Regions from separate parts of the Sus scrofa genome. Here region 2 is linked to region 1. Evidence: chromatin contacts called from public Hi-C data. All regions are on one chromosome and are shown on one strand. The core of a region is the stretch at or near the end of the contact, and the rest is flanking DNA. Distances in the headings are between cores, read along the strand shown. Region 1 overlaps RBM20 (RNA-binding protein 20). Region 2 overlaps PDCD4 (programmed cell death protein 4).

Region 1 (3,103 bases), core at 590-3,089:
AGGGGGGAAAGAAACTGCGTCGTCCTATGGATAGCACGTGGGCTCCGAATCCAGCCATGCCTACAGCCAGGGCCACTCCTGGCCTTTTTGGTTACGTGAGCAAATACATGCCCGTCTGCTTAATGGAGACAAATTTCTCTTCCTTGCAGAGACGGTCCTGGCTGATTCATGTCAACACACATGACTAAGGAGTGGAAAGAGGCTTTGAGATGCTTTTGTAGAGGCCGTGTGACCACTTGGGGAGCAGAAAATCCTTACTCAAGATCAGGATCAGTATGTTCTAGCCACTCAGAGCGTGCTGTGAGGACCAGAAACATCAGCATCTCCTGGGAGTGTGTGAGAAACACAGAATCACAGCCCTGCCCTAGACCTACAGAATCAGAAATGCTGACAAGACCCACAAGTGATCTGTATGTACAAGAAAGTTCGGGAAACTCTATGAGAATACTGTCTGTGATGCTGACTAACTAGGTGACTAAGTAAATTACCTGATTTCTCTGTTTTGTCACACAGACAATGTAGATCATGAAAACACAATACAGAGAGGCAGATACAGTGTAAAGCCAAAACAGTCCTAGGCTTTAATCTTGGCTCTTCCAGTAACTAAGATCGGGGGCAAGTTCCTGAACTTCTATGAGCCAGTTTCCTCATCTGTAAAACTGAGCTAATCATATCTGTCTGACAGGACCAATGGCAGGAGGACAGCAGATAATGTAGGAAAGTATTTGGTACATTACTTGACCCAGAGTAGCAGGACTCGATTAAAGGTATCTCTTCTTGTTATTACGGTTGTACTGTTATAATGACTGTTATCATCCACCCTACACACCTCACAGGGGAGGGTGACTGTAAGACTCAAAGAGATACTATATGAAAAAAATGCTTAAAACCAAAGAACACAAGGTACAGTCCTTTACTGATCTGGAAACAGAGGCTCACAGAGGTTGAGCAATTTGTCCAAGGTCATCAGAGCAGGAAGGGGCAGAGGCTAGACCGGTGTAACCACCCTCCCATCTGGTGGTGTAGGTAACATGGTTCCTGATGGGTCTGTTTTCTGTGTTCTTCCTCTCCCAGCCTGTGAATTCCTCTACAAACTTGCTACCTCCATGTCCATGGGGCCTGGCCCAGGTCCCACCCATGGTGAGCACTAATGAACATTTGCTGAATGCAAACTTCGACCTTCTTTCTAACGTCTTTAATTCATAGTTTTTGTACCACCCCAAATGACCTCCCTGGGTAAGAGACTGCAGGGCCTGGGTACTTTAACTTAAGAAGCAGAGGGAGTTCCCGTCATGGCGCAGTGGTTAACGAATCCGACTAGGAACCATGAGGTTGTGGGTTCGGTCCCTGCCCTTGCTCAGTGGGTTAATGATCTGGTGTTGCCGTGAGCTGTGGTGTAGGTTGCAGACGCGGCTTGGATCCTGCGTTTCTGTGGCTCTGGTATAGGCCGGCGGGCTACAGCTCCGATTAGACCCCTAGCCTGGGAACCTCCATATGCCGCGGGAACGGCCCTAGAAATGGCAAAAAGACAAAAAAAAAAAAAAAAAAAAAAAAGAAGAAGCAGAGACCTGCTGTCATGTCCTAATTAAAAGCTTATGACAGCATCATCACATTTGGAGACCAAAGCTCCTCTGGGAATTTAGTGCAGGAATTCAATTCTAGCCCCCTGGGCAGAATCCAGGAAAACAAGAACTTTGACTGGGTAGAGAATGGGGTGGGATCGAAAAGCAACAGGCTTTCATGAGTTGGAAAAAAAATGTCAGGTTTTGCCTGAAGCAGAACTGTTGGCAAAAGAACTTCAGAAGCAATAATGCAAACAAAGCAGAATCAGGACTTTGGCAATTGGTTGACATCCAACCGGTGTACATAGGTAGACTTGTCAGAACACTAGTCCTAGCTGGAAAAAACGGCTGAGACTTCGTCTTCTGACTTGAACCTTGAAGGCAACAATTCAGGGCTGTGGGTCTGGAATCAAATGGACTCTAAGTGAATTGTGAACTGGAAAATCCCTATTAAATAGGGCAGTAAAAAGCACAAAATAAGAAGTTAAGATTAAACACAAATATGGTATTAATTACAATAAAGCCAAATGGACTAAGGGCTCCAGCCAATAGAACTCCTGCAAATCAACATGAAGACACAATCCAGAAGAAAAGAATGAGCAGGAGTTCCCTGGTGGCCTAGCAGTTAAGGATCCGGCATTGTTACTCCTGCGGCTCGGGTCATTGCTATGGCGTGGGTCATTCCCTGGCCCAGGAATTTCTGTATGTCGTGGGTGCAGCCAAAAAAAAAAAAAAAAAAAGAAGAAGAAGAAAGAAAGAAAGGGAGGGAGAGAGAAAGAAAGAAAATATGGACAAAAGACTTAAAAAAAATTCCCACCAGAGAGGATCTAGATGGAATTATCAATAAACATATGAAAAACTGCTGAACCTCTATTAGTAATATGGAAAATAAAAAATAAAACCATGATAAACTCTTGACTATCCCCAGAGAGGCAAACCTTTTAAAGTTGGACAAGAGGAGTTCCCGTCATGGCACAGCAGAAACGAATCCAACTAGGAACTGGGAGGTTGCAGGTTCGATCCCTGGCTTCACTCGTAGGTTAAGGATCTGGCCTTGCTGTGAGCTGTGGTGTAGGTCACAGACGTGGCTCGGATCTGGCATGGCTGTGGCTGTGGCTGTGGCCGGAAGCTACAGCTCCGATTGGGCCCCTAGCCTGGGAATTTCCATATGCTGCGTGTGTGGCCCTAAAAAGACAAAAGACAAAAAATAAAAAAAATAAAGTTGGGCAAAACAAAGTTTTAGCAAGACGGTGAGCTGCTGAAAATCCTCCTCACATACTATGAGTAGGGATGCTATTACCTAGTCAAGTGGAGGGTAAGTTTGCCTTGTGGTCCAGCAATTCTACTTCTAGTTATGTATATTCTCCCAGTTGTACACTCACGAACATGAGTACGGGGATACTATGTCTGAAAATGTTCCTAGTAGCATTGTCCCTAACACCCAAAACAACCCAAATTTCCATCAACAGTGGAATGAATATGCAAATTTATGGTCATACAGTAGAAATTTATATAGCAATGAAAACCAACAGACACACCCA
Region 2 (3,111 bases), core at 425-2,924, 64 kb before region 1:
TGCTCAATGGGTCAAGAATCTGGAATTGCCTTGAGCTGTGGTGTAGGTCGCAGACATGGCTTGGATCCTGTACTGCTGTGGCTATGGTGTAGGCTGGCAGCTGTAGCTCTGATTCTACCCCTAGCCTGGGATCCTCCATATGCCATTGGTATGGGCCTAAAAAATAAAAAATAAAAATAAAAATAAATCATAGAGCTGCCCAGCTGCCCAGGCTACTGGGCCACAATGTACCTTTCATTTCATATTATAATTGCTCACACACTGACTTTTTTGTTCCCTAAAGCCCTGTCCCTGTGGGTTATGTTAATTTAGCTATTGGATGAAGAAAAGCAGAGGGCCCTTCCCTTAACTCATTCTATCCAGAATGATGGAATTACAACTTCCATTTCCATTTAAGAATGACACATTCTAGGAGCTTAGGGCAATGAAGGGCATGACATAAATGTTCAGAGATGGCAACAGAAGCTATAATATGTGGTCAGACATTGTGTACCTCATCTTTCCTGACCCCTCAGGTTTAAGCACTATTGATACTAAGGACTGTTTAATTTGTTAGGGTGTATGGGGGCTCGGGATGAGGCTGGAGGATGGTTTCTAGTTTTTGCCTCTTGAGAAAAGTTACCAGCCATGTTGTTTTGTGTGTCTCACTTGCCCTTTGAGTTGATCGAATGTCTCAATTTCTTGCACTATAAAGAAGGAATTGACCCATGCGAGGAGTCTTTAAAGAGCCACTTCACTCCTGATGCTCCTTGATGCTGGACAAGCCACTGCGATGGCAACTCTGGGTCCTGGTAGTGAGGGACAAGAGATGAGAGAGGTTGCTGCTGGTGGCAGGGGAGAATTCCACCAGGTGTGAATAGAAGGACTGTCACTCTCAATCCAGGCATTTGTCTCAAGGCAAAACTCAGATAATATCACCTCCTTCCATCCTAAAGCCTGGTATAGGGTTAGGAATGCTAATGAGTTCTTATGGGTAAATTAGTTAGAAATGCACAGATGCTAGGCAAAAGATAAGCACTTCAAATTACTGCTATTGCCTGTGAACCTCTCTAAGGCTTTTTCATTCTTTGAGCAAAGCCCCATTTGAGAACACAAGTTTTCCTAGTAAGCACTGTTCATGCCCTTGAATGAGATCAAGAGAGGCCACCTCTCTCTGGGGACCAGGGGAAGATTTAGCCCACTTCCTTCTGAAGAACTTTCAGATATTACTGTCACTTGCAACAACTTTACCTGCTTGAACTGACATCTTGCTTCCTATTCAGTCAAATGATGGACTGAATTTTAGGAGTTCATATAAGGCACTGTAATGTTCTTTTGCACAAATGGTAGAAAACAGGAAGTGTGCTCTGAGGAAAGAGAGAGCTCTGTAGAGAATTCTAATAACAAGGGCAATAGCTGACATTTGTGTTGTTTTAACACTTACTGAGCAATTTTACGTACACTTTCACCCCCTCCCTATGAAGTGGATAAACAGATAAAGATATTCGAAAAATGCAGAAAATGAGACTTGAGTAGATCTTTGGTAACCATGGGACTTTTACACTAAAAGGAAATTTGAGGCTCTCTAGTCCAAACCCTTCATTTACAAATGGAGAAACGGAGACCCAGAGAAGTTAAGTTGCCCAAAGTGACACAGCTATTTAGTAGCAGAGCCAGAGTACAAAATGCAGTCTCAGTGTCCTAGCCTTGCACAAGCTAGGGATCATGTTGACAGAGAAAGTCCAGACCTTCTGGCACCCAGGCCTGGCCTACTCAAATTTGAGTCTCTTGGATAAAAGTTAAGTATATGAACCCATTTCTGGTCCCCGGAGCCTCCTGCTATCACATGAGCCCATTTTGAGGTCCTGAAAGTGAGGAAGGAGGGGGAAGAGGGCCTTGGGAGGTTTCGCATAATGTTTAGAAGATGTCTATTGGGGGCATTTTCAAGAATCTTTTTCCTAGAGTAAAGCGCATAGAGTAACGTGAGGCATAGCACAGAGAAGTAGATGCAATGTTTAAAAATAGTTGTACCAAGAAAGGCTAATAAGGTTTCACTTCCCCAGTTCAACTTTTGAGGGGTTTTCTCGGTGCAGTCATCTATGTGTTTTCCCCACCACATCACTCCTGCTACCTGAAGATTTAGAAACGAACACAATTAGGGTTGAGGAACTCTTGAAGATCAGCTTTTCCCAAAGAGCCCTTAAATTTTAACACATCATCTATACCTGGCCTGACTTCTGAGCCTGTAAAACTCCAGTTCCTCAGAATTGTGCGCTCATGGGACCATTCTTCACCATTCAGTGCTTTCTAGTGCTTACTCCAACCACCACTCCCTGCATCCAATTGTGTTGGGTCAAGGTAGAGAAGAACTCCTCCAGTTGAATCTCCAGAGCTTTGCCCTCTCTGGAACATTGGGTCCTCAGCTAGGTCTCATACTTCTCAGAATTCACCTCCTCTTCTCCAGTGAGCCCTGAGTGCTCCTAAATTGCCATTATGCCCTCCCGCAGTCTGCATCTGCACAGCTTCTGCTCGCCTCCCAAACAAGGCCACAGAGCACATGGAGCCTAGTGGGGAAATGATGGACTCTATGCTGGAAAATAAGAGGAAGGAGTGGTGGTGGGTTTTGCCTAAGAGAGACTGATCTACAAAGAAAGACAACCAGGGAGGGCTGGAGAGGAGTGGAGAGTAGGCTCAAGAGGTCAATGCTAGGCAGAGTGAGACATACCAAGCAAAGGAAATTAATGAAGGGGACCATTCAATCCTCTACTTATTTGGGGAAAAATGAAATAAAGTAGTGGAAAGTAAGAAAAGAGCAACGGTAAGAGCCAAGGGATATATTGCTTTTTATTACGAAATGTTTATAATAGATGAAGTTAGCCCCCTGGAAGGTCAGAGACAGAAGTTCCTGGGAGACGGCCCAGTGAGGACAACTTGCTCAGATTACAGAAAAAAATAACTGAGGCCCAGAAAGGTGAAGAGGTCTGGCTCCAGGCAAGTTATAGACAGCCATAGCACCCCTCCCCACTATAGACAGCTGCTTTCCTTTCTCCAGAGTGTCTTGACCTTCAGCCCTTACTCTTCCTCCCTTCCTCCCTCCCTCTTTTCCTCTCCCTCCCTCCTTCTCTCCCTCTC

What was found. Hi-C and Micro-C count contacts between places; a contact is called where the count stands out from the background.
Region 2: a Hi-C map of liver shows a contact between it and region 1, with 2.1 times the contacts expected there. The contact joins two enhancer-like sites. A contact is called at or near these places in 1 of 5 promoter capture datasets (liver), 6 of 47 Hi-C or Micro-C datasets (adipose tissue, fetal heart ventricle, liver and 2 more) and 1 of 2 datasets of contacts at active chromatin or transcription factors (skeletal muscle).

The regions. Positions count from the first base shown.
Region 1 is chr14:121,234,532-121,237,634 of Sscrofa11.1, reverse strand. All of the region lies in intron 12 of RBM20 (RNA-binding protein 20), which reads right to left. Among named protein-coding and RNA genes, the nearest start is that of PDCD4, 36 kb to the left of the region's middle. Within about 2 kb of position 1,839, at least 1 of the 83 cell types and tissues checked has an H3K27ac peak or open chromatin away from gene starts, as enhancers often do. A contact at or near this core is called in liver, where this site is marked.
Region 2 is chr14:121,298,739-121,301,849 of Sscrofa11.1, reverse strand. All of the region lies in intron 1 of PDCD4 (programmed cell death protein 4), which reads right to left. Among named protein-coding and RNA genes, the nearest start is that of PDCD4, 28 kb to the right of the region's middle. Within about 2 kb of position 1,674, at least 10 of the 83 cell types and tissues checked have an H3K27ac peak or open chromatin away from gene starts, as enhancers often do. A contact at or near this core is called in liver, where this site is marked.